Linked DNA regions of Sus scrofa: regions 1 and 3 are each linked to region 2. The links are chromatin contacts, called in public Hi-C and HiChIP or PLAC-seq maps. All regions are on one chromosome and are shown on one strand. Each heading gives the region's core, a stretch centred on a gene start, on an enhancer-like site or on the middle of the called end of the contact. The rest is flanking DNA. Distances are from core to core; before and after follow the strand shown. Region 1 has its middle 750 kb from the start of INSC. Region 2 has its middle 620 kb from the start of INSC. Region 3 has its middle 770 kb from the start of INSC.

Evidence for each region. A called contact is a pair of places that touch in the nucleus more often than the background predicts. HiChIP or PLAC-seq counts read pairs in DNA pulled down with a chosen protein or histone mark.
Region 1: a contact with region 2 is called in an H3K27ac HiChIP or PLAC-seq map of skeletal muscle. The contact joins two enhancer-like sites. A contact is called at or near these places in 1 of 47 Hi-C or Micro-C datasets (skeletal muscle) and 1 of 2 datasets of contacts at active chromatin or transcription factors (skeletal muscle).
Region 3: a contact with region 2 is called in a Hi-C map of skeletal muscle, with 3 times the contacts expected there. The contact joins two enhancer-like sites. A contact is called at or near these places in 2 of 47 Hi-C or Micro-C datasets (embryonic fibroblasts and skeletal muscle) and 1 of 2 datasets of contacts at active chromatin or transcription factors (skeletal muscle).

The regions. Positions count from the first base shown.
Region 1 is chr2:43,261,203-43,263,923 of Sscrofa11.1, reverse strand. No RefSeq gene overlaps it. Among named protein-coding and RNA genes, the nearest start is that of INSC, 750 kb to the left of the region's middle. Within about 2 kb of position 1,358, at least 10 of the 83 cell types and tissues checked have an H3K27ac peak or open chromatin away from gene starts, as enhancers often do. A contact at or near this core is called in skeletal muscle, where this site is marked.
Region 2 is chr2:43,393,475-43,396,174 of Sscrofa11.1, reverse strand. No RefSeq gene overlaps it. Among named protein-coding and RNA genes, the nearest start is that of INSC, 620 kb to the left of the region's middle. Within about 2 kb of position 1,349, at least 5 of the 83 cell types and tissues checked have an H3K27ac peak or open chromatin away from gene starts, as enhancers often do. A contact at or near this core is called in skeletal muscle, where this site is marked.
Region 3 is chr2:43,240,942-43,243,641 of Sscrofa11.1, reverse strand. No RefSeq gene overlaps it. Among named protein-coding and RNA genes, the nearest start is that of INSC, 770 kb to the left of the region's middle. Within about 2 kb of position 1,356, at least 6 of the 83 cell types and tissues checked have an H3K27ac peak or open chromatin away from gene starts, as enhancers often do. A contact at or near this core is called in skeletal muscle, where this site is marked.

The sequences.
Region 1 (2,721 bases), core at 109-2,608, 130 kb after region 2:
GACCAGCAGCTTAATGAAACCCCCTCCTCTGTGTGAGCCGCGTTAGTGAGTTGATCCAGTAATAGAAGACAAGCCATACAAATTGAAAACTAAAAACTTCCAGATTTCATCCTGCTTTTCCTTATGTCACTTATTTTATGCTGCATGAATTGGATATTAGTTTCCCCGTTTCGCTGAAATGTCGGATCACTAGGGTAGCTTGAGCAGACTCAATTTCTCTTCGAGTAATAGAGTGAGATTATTCAAAATTATTTCCAGTGGGCTGAGCCTGCCTGTTCCTTCTGTTATGAGAATAGAAGTAAACAACTCGCCACCCTCTTCGCAAGCTGACATCCTTGACACTGAGCCCCTTTGCCTAGCTCCTTAATCGCGAGAGCATTTTGGTTTTAGCCACGCTCAATTAATTCATCCAGGAAAGGGTCCAGTCAGAAAGAGTTGATTTAAAGTGAGATAAACTGGGCATCTGCTTGGAAAACCAGATGATCCCAACTATGTCTTTCATCGTGAGAAAATGAAGAGCTCTCCACGTTTAGAGCAGTAACTTCTCAGGAGCGTTTTTTTTTTTTTTTTTTTTTTTTTTTTTAAACCCTGAGAGTTTAAGCAACAGCAGTGACAGAAGCGATGCATGGGCTGCCTCTCCTGGAGTGTGACAGGCTGTGCTATTGAGGATGAAGAGACTCCCAAGCCACCCACCGCCCCCCCTCACCTCTGGGTCTGGCAGGACCAGGTGAGAAGGGCTGGGAGTCAGGGTAGGGTTTTTAATCCCCAGCTAGACATGCAGCTGGTCCCTCTCGCCATTGAACACGAAAGAGCTGAGCTAGCACTTGGGAAAGTGGGATGTCAACATTTTTTGCTCAAATTTGATAAGCAGCGGAAGATTAGCACCTTCCTCGAGTCTCTGTTTCGAACAATGTTCCTTTCAAGGCATCCAAATTTGGCAGAAAATCCAGACCCTGCAGACAGCCCTGAGGCTTGCGGGGAGGGGTGGGAAGAATTGAGCAGGGGAGGGAAGATATATGGTGACAAACCCCAAACCCACAGCTTTTCATGCAGCAACGCTCACTTGGGGAAAGAAGGAAGCCTGACCACGTGCGTTTTCCACCATAGGGGCCCTCCTTGGGCTGGTTTTGGGGTGTACCCGGCTGAGAAAGAAGGCCAGACGGAAAAGCATCTGTCCAGTGGGCAGGCAGACCCTGGCCCTCAGTGGCCTCGAGTCACCCTAGGCATCCTGCTTCACTGTGCCGAAAGCATTACATGGCACAAAGGAGCTGGGGAAATCAGGGACCAATCAGAGCATTAAAAACAGGCTTTTCTGGCCTCCCAGGGAAGGCTAGGGTTTCGCTCGGCTGCCATCTCCTCACATTTTCCACTGATGTCACCCCAGGCAAATAATTGGTGGAGAAGAGGCTTAAAGGGGAAGAGAGGGGCTGTGTGAACAGAACACAGCAGGATGGGGAGAAAACAGGGCTGGGACTGGCCCCAGCTGTGACCATGGGGAGCTCTCCCTCACTTGGGAAGCGGGAGTGCAGGCCAGCCGTTTGCTGGGAAAGGAAACTCTCCTCTTGTTTCTTGATCAAAAAAAAATGCGAGGGGAGTTTGCTTCTCTCAAGAGTGGAGAGATGTCTCTTCGTGCCAGCCCCGACCTTGGCTCCCCCTGGCCCAGCCAGAAAACACGAGGCTGCTGAGCAGGAAGGGGGTTCTGGACCTGCCTCTCCTGCTCTGTGCAGCACTGGGAGATCCTGGGCCCTCTCTGGACTCAGCTGTAATGGGTGGTGGCCCAGGATTTGATTGTGTAGTGGTGTGTTCAGTGACTGTGTTCCCAAAACCCACTCTGAAGGTCTTTGCAGATAAATTTCTCCAAACAGGCTGAAATTCAAAAAATATTAACTAAATGTCTCCTATGTGCCAGGCGTTGTGCTAGATACTTTGATGTTAATCACTGATGATTTATTTTTTTAAAAAAATTTGAGTGGCCTGTGTCATGTGATCACTTTGCTAGGGTCTGGGGGTGAAGCAGTAAGCAAGACAGATGCTTCTCTCTCCTCTCAGACCTTACATTCAAGCCTCCCTTTTGTACTTGGCAATACTATGATATAGTATATTAGCTGCATGTCACAAATGAGGTGATAGCAGCTCAGAGAGGAGGAGTGACTTACCCAAGGTCACACAGCACGCGGGAATACAGTCAGGAAAGAGAAAACCTGTCTTCTGGCTTTAAACTCACATCCTGAATTCCCATGCAAAGTGTAGCAGGCAATGCTGAAATGATCTCCCCAGCCCACAAAGAAGGAGAAAGAAAAAGGAGAGAGAGAGAGAGGAGGGAGAGACAGAAGGGAATCAGTTTCTGCTTTGAAATTCTCACACCACAAAATATTTCTGTACATGCTGTCTCCAGCCATCACTCTCCAGGAGGCCAAAGCTCTGACCTGCCCAAATTCTGTTCCTCTACTCCAAATATTTCTTATACCAACCAGGCAAGAAATGCTGAAGGGGCCGACCAAAAAACTAAGGCTCTAATAATAATAATAGGCTTACATTAAACCAAATAAAGTCATTCTGAAATGACTAAAGAGAAATAGCAGAGGAGAAATGCCCCTAGGCTCACACTCTGTTTCTGCACCGCACATTATACCTTTTCATCACAATTACCTAAAGTGGTACATTTGTACTTCCATAATGTATGGAATTCATTACATAGTTTTGCAATGAAATTATCACACT
Region 2 (2,700 bases), core at 100-2,599:
ATTCCTGACTTTGAGGGCAGATGTGACCACGCTTGGCTCTTTGATTTTTGAGGGGGTAGATAAAGTTGGGGACTGGAGCCACTTTCCTATTACATAACACGATCATTCCCTTAACTAAAAAAGTGGGGGAGGGGGAGGTGCACAGTTTCCAATTCAAGTGCTTTTCAAAAAATAGGGGAAAAACATAGTTAAAAAATTTGAAGAAAGAATGCCTCCCTAAACGTGAAATTGTTCAGAAATAGGTATTTGTAATAGGATTCAAAGTGCTCATGACAGCTACTACTTACACTGTTTAAAAAGTTGCAATTAGTACCAAAAGGCTTGGATGAAGAAAACATCATATCATAGGCATATTTATAAAACAACTTCCATCAGCCAAAGGAAAAATGGACAGAACTCTATTACAAGCTTTTTATATTTGAAGAGCAATTTCTAATAATATATCTAGAAGCCATTTCTGAAATTGACTTAGTGTGCATGATCTGGGATTAATGTTTTTTGCAAAATCACATGCTCATTTGAACGTAAACATTTTGCACTTCCGTTCCACCTCCTGGTTCAGAAGAATGCAACACCAATGTGTAAAATGATCTATCAAAATTAATTGTGAATGCCCTAATCCAATCAAGTCCACCTCATTAGGCAAACATTTAAATTATTAAGTTAAATAGTAGGATATTTCAATATCATCTTGTTATGCTATTTTTATGGCGGTGCAAATGCTGTCTACAGATGGGCTCAGCTTCCTGGACTTGCCACTATTGTTGAGGCACTTATCACCTCCGCTGGCAGGTTTCACACCTGTGTGACCTTGGTCCAGCCACAAACACTCACTCCCTCATAATTACTGTTGGAGCACCTACTATGTGCTAAAATTTGAAAGCCAGAGAAGACCTGCAGGATTAGCTCGTCACTTCTTTTCGAAGACATAGAAACTGAAGTTCTGAGAGCTTGGATCCTTTTTCATGGATCACTCAGCAAATTTGTAGCAGAGCAGCATGGAGAATCATGGCTTCCTGACTGCATCCATCTCTCTGCTTTCTTTTTCACTCTTCTAAATTGGTTTCCTGTTCATCTCCCTCTCTGCTTTAATTGAAGTAGAAATATAGAAATAAAATAGATCAGGTCCATGTTGGACATATTTTGAATAATGAGTCTTTTGCAAAATGACACTTTTATCCCACCCCCACCCCCACCCCATACCACACAAGATACACTCCCAACCTGGTTGTTCTTCTCAGGGCTTTAAATAGCTTGTCCTTTCCAAATTCCTCCAGCCAGCAAACAGCTATTCATCATTCTATATTTCCTTGAAGGCCAGCCCAACAGAGACATGTTTGGAAGAAATAAGATCTGGATGTCTCAGATTCCAGCCCCCAAATTAGTCTCTGGGTATGTGTATGTTGCAGGGAGGAAGAAGAAAGAGGAAACAGATAGGAACTAAAGCAGGCCTGAGGTCCAGGCATCACTCTGCCTATACTGGGATCCGGAAAATTACGTAGTCCTGTCCTCACCAGAACCCCCACTCCCTTTCCCCTCAGGGAGTGTGATCATGATGTCTGAAGATTTCACCCCAATTCTGGATGCAGATCTAGGGGACCTCTAGATGCTACCCTATTCTTTGCCATAAAGTGAAATGAAGAATTTCCCTGTGAACCCTTTTTGGTGTTTGGCTCAAATATGCACCCAGTTCTCTTTTCCTTATCCTCGGGGCGTGACTGAGGCAGGGAAAGAACTACCAAAGACATTTCCAAGGGAAACAGAACAGAGAGGGCCAATGGATCTGGATAATCCACACTGCTGAGTTTAGCTAGTGGGTTGTCTGATCCAGGCACCAGAGTTTCATTACAACCTTCATGAGTCCTGGTTGGCACTTTTGTCTCCATGGGCAATTTCCTCCATAAAATCTTTAAAAATTAAAAAAAAATCTTAAAACTACATTAATATAAAGAGGAATATATTAATATTATGAAATGACATTTCTTTCAACCTAAATTTTTTTTTTCCTCCTGATGTTAAAGGAATTTAAAATGTTTCTGTGAGTCCCTCCCTAAAGGTACCAGGGGCGCCGGGCACTGAGCCTACTGTTAATGGATAAATGCGCGCTGTCAGGCCCAAGAGCGTGAAGCTCAGGGAGAAAAGTCTCCCACTCTGCCTCCATTTGGTGGATGGACATCAATTCCAACAGCCTGGAAATATCTAGTTTCTCTGGATGCGGGCAAGAGGAAAGAGCTTTATCTCCTGTCCTCTCATTTCCTATTTCCTATCTGAGCACAAATTGAAAATTATTGGTGTAGGAAGAGGTCACCGTCTTTAATATCAATCAAGCTTAGGCTCTCCAAGGTTATCTTTGGAGGAAAACCACCTTTGTTCCTTGTCCTCTCAGTTTGATTCCTTTTGCCACCATCACAACCGTCCTCCGTAAAGACACATTGTTCACATGTTAAAATGCAGCTCAGTCAGGGTTAGAATCATCAAAAGACCTTCCCAAGGGGAAGTAAACACAGAGAATACTGTGAATTCATGATTCAAAAGGGCCCATAAGAACAGATGTTGGCAGCTATGACTCAGCAGAGGGACCTGGGTAGCCTTTGTTTAAAGAGCTGTAAAATTGGAAACTAATGCACCACTGGTGGGAGTATAGGTTGGTGCAACCCCTTTGCCAAAGCCCTGGCAGTATCAGCTAAGGTTGTCACATGA
Region 3 (2,700 bases), core at 107-2,606, 150 kb after region 2:
TGAACACTGCTGTATGTAAAGGAGAGTAATAAAATGGAAGCATCAAGTGATCACTGGTCCATAGCAATTCTGAAATATGGCTGGGCAAATGCCATAAACCCATACCCTGGAGTAGGCAATATTCTTTGATTAGATACCAGTCTGCTCCCTGGCTGTAGTCACCGTTCTCCATGGCTCTTGGCTTCATACTTGGATAAGTTCTTCCTTTTCCAGGATCCTCTTTGGATACATCTGTGGAGAACATTAGGGGACCTTCTGTCTTTGGGTGCTGAGTGGCAAAAATTGGGGGGCCTTAAAAAGTTAGTTTATGTCTTTAACAGTTACAGTCTCCTAATTCACACTGATAGCTCCTTTCGAAATAAAAATCTCTCAAAACCATTACTGACTATTCACCAAAAAACTTTATGTGCCAATAGCCACACTCAGAATTCTTTTCAAGACATGCCTCTCTTTCTAGAATTAGAGGTGCTTCTAACTTACCATGCTTTCATGAGAGAGCAAACCTTTCATTTCCTTTCCCTGCACTATTTTGTACCAAGTTAAATAATTTACTGAGGATAACCTTAATTAATTTAAAGATTTTAACAAAGGTATAGCGGTTATACCCTTGATTTGAACTTTGCTTTGGGACTATAATATAAGTAACTTTTGTTGCTCAACCCATCTTACAGTTTGTAAATGAGAATCAGTTATACCCTACAAGTCCTGAAAGTCCTGGATTCTCTCTTTTTCCTTTTATTCCTGCTTGAAAACTGGACAATTAATTACTTCTAAACTCATCTCTTTCTTACAGTACCTTGTCTAATGAAGCCAAGAACAAGCAAACACATGGTCTCATTCTGTTTGCCGAAGTCTTCACCTAAAGCCACACCTTCATTATGTAAATTATCTATCTTCCAAGTTATATCAGGAAATAGTTTTACTAAGTGCTTAGCCACTGCCTAACGTGAGTCACTTTGTTGTCAGCTTCAATAATAGTTTCCTCCCTGCCCACTGCTTGACTCTGAAGCCAGTGCCACATAATTTGGTTGTTTTTGTTTCATTTTGTTTTGTTATGGTAACACCCCACTTCTGGTACCAATTTCTGTATTAGTCAGCTTTCATTGGGTAAGACCATGGTAACAGCCCCAAATCTCAGTGACTTCCAAAAACAGTGGTTTATTTTTGTTCATGTGTAATGTGAGCCTTACCCAGTGAAGATTGACTTATGCACTTCTATACTAGAAATGTGAGCTCAAGGGAAACTCCAGTGCTTCAGAGATGGTGTTATAATAAGAAGAAATTCTACAAGAGGGGAAAATCTGCCTTCTACTGCTGTCTTCCTTAATACAGCAAATGACTTCACCATCTAGCTGGCTTCCTGAAGCTACAAATAGATAGATGAGTAATCCTCTAATTCTTCCTCTCTTTCAGCCCCTACATCCTCCAACCTTCAAATAAAAATATTCTTGGCAACCAGAACATTACCTGACTTATTGTGTTGCCTCTTGAAATGTTGTTTATGTTCATGCACAAAATTATCTGATTAAAAGAAAATCTAATGTTTATTAAATTCCTATTCTGAAGCAGGGACCATAGCTCCCATAGCTGTTAAGTGAAAATACAAGGAACCAAACCCAAGCCTGTCTCACTGAAATGTCTCTGCTCTTTATATACTTTATACATCTATCAGTAATTGCTTTGGGGCTAACTAGAGGTCCATAAAAACAGGTGTAGGCAGATCCTCATTTGCCATTATCTCATTTCTGGCTGTGTATTCAAACATGTTGTCTACAGGAGGGAACCTGGCCTGCTTACTCATTAAGGCCAACAGAGGACACATGTCCAGGGTCATCTTCATCTTCATCTGAAGGGCTTCAGAGCATCTCTTCGATTTAAGGGAATCTTCTTGTGAAGTATTAGTGTCTCCCTCTAAGCTCTAGAATTACCCAAGAAGGAGAGTCTTAAGTTGCTGCTTTAATTACCTGACCATTCTTCTCACTACCTAGGAAATTATGAGACAAACACAGCACTGAGAGCATTATATCTAAGAAAATGATACAGATCACAGAAGCTAGTCTTCAAAGATAAAAAGACCCCCAATAACTGGCAGTATTCATGCCCTGGTATAGTCTCCTCCCACCTTGAATCTGGCTTGGTCTGTGACATACTTTCATGGATAAAATGTAGCATTATGCGGTGCCAATTCTGAGCTTAAGCTTTAAGAATGCCTGAGTTTTGCACTTTGGGGACCACTGAGCTGCTCTGTGAGTAATCTTGCTCCCTGCTGGAAGGCACACTTGGAGAAACCAAGTGGAGTGGCCACTCAGGGAGAAAGGTCCCAGATTACATGAAGACAGAAAGAAAGACCCAGTCATCTCAGCATGCCAACTGAGTTCAGCTTTCCAGCCAACCTTTCCTGATTTCCCCGGCCGTTGTGAAAGGTGAGATGAAAGAGTGGTTGGGGCCTCTCATCTTCACACAAGTACATAAGTGTGTGTTCTGACACATTCAGTCAACCATACATATGTGCATTGAGCATTGCATTCAGTCAGTCTGTGCTGGTTGGAGTAGGGAAGGGGATGTCAAGCCTATCCTGGAGGACCTTCCATTCAAGAACAAAATAAACTTGTGTGCAGAGGATCACTCTGTATGCTCAGACATTCTTCCTCTCAGCTCTTGTCAGAACCACAGGGATGCGAGAGAAGCTAGGACAATCAG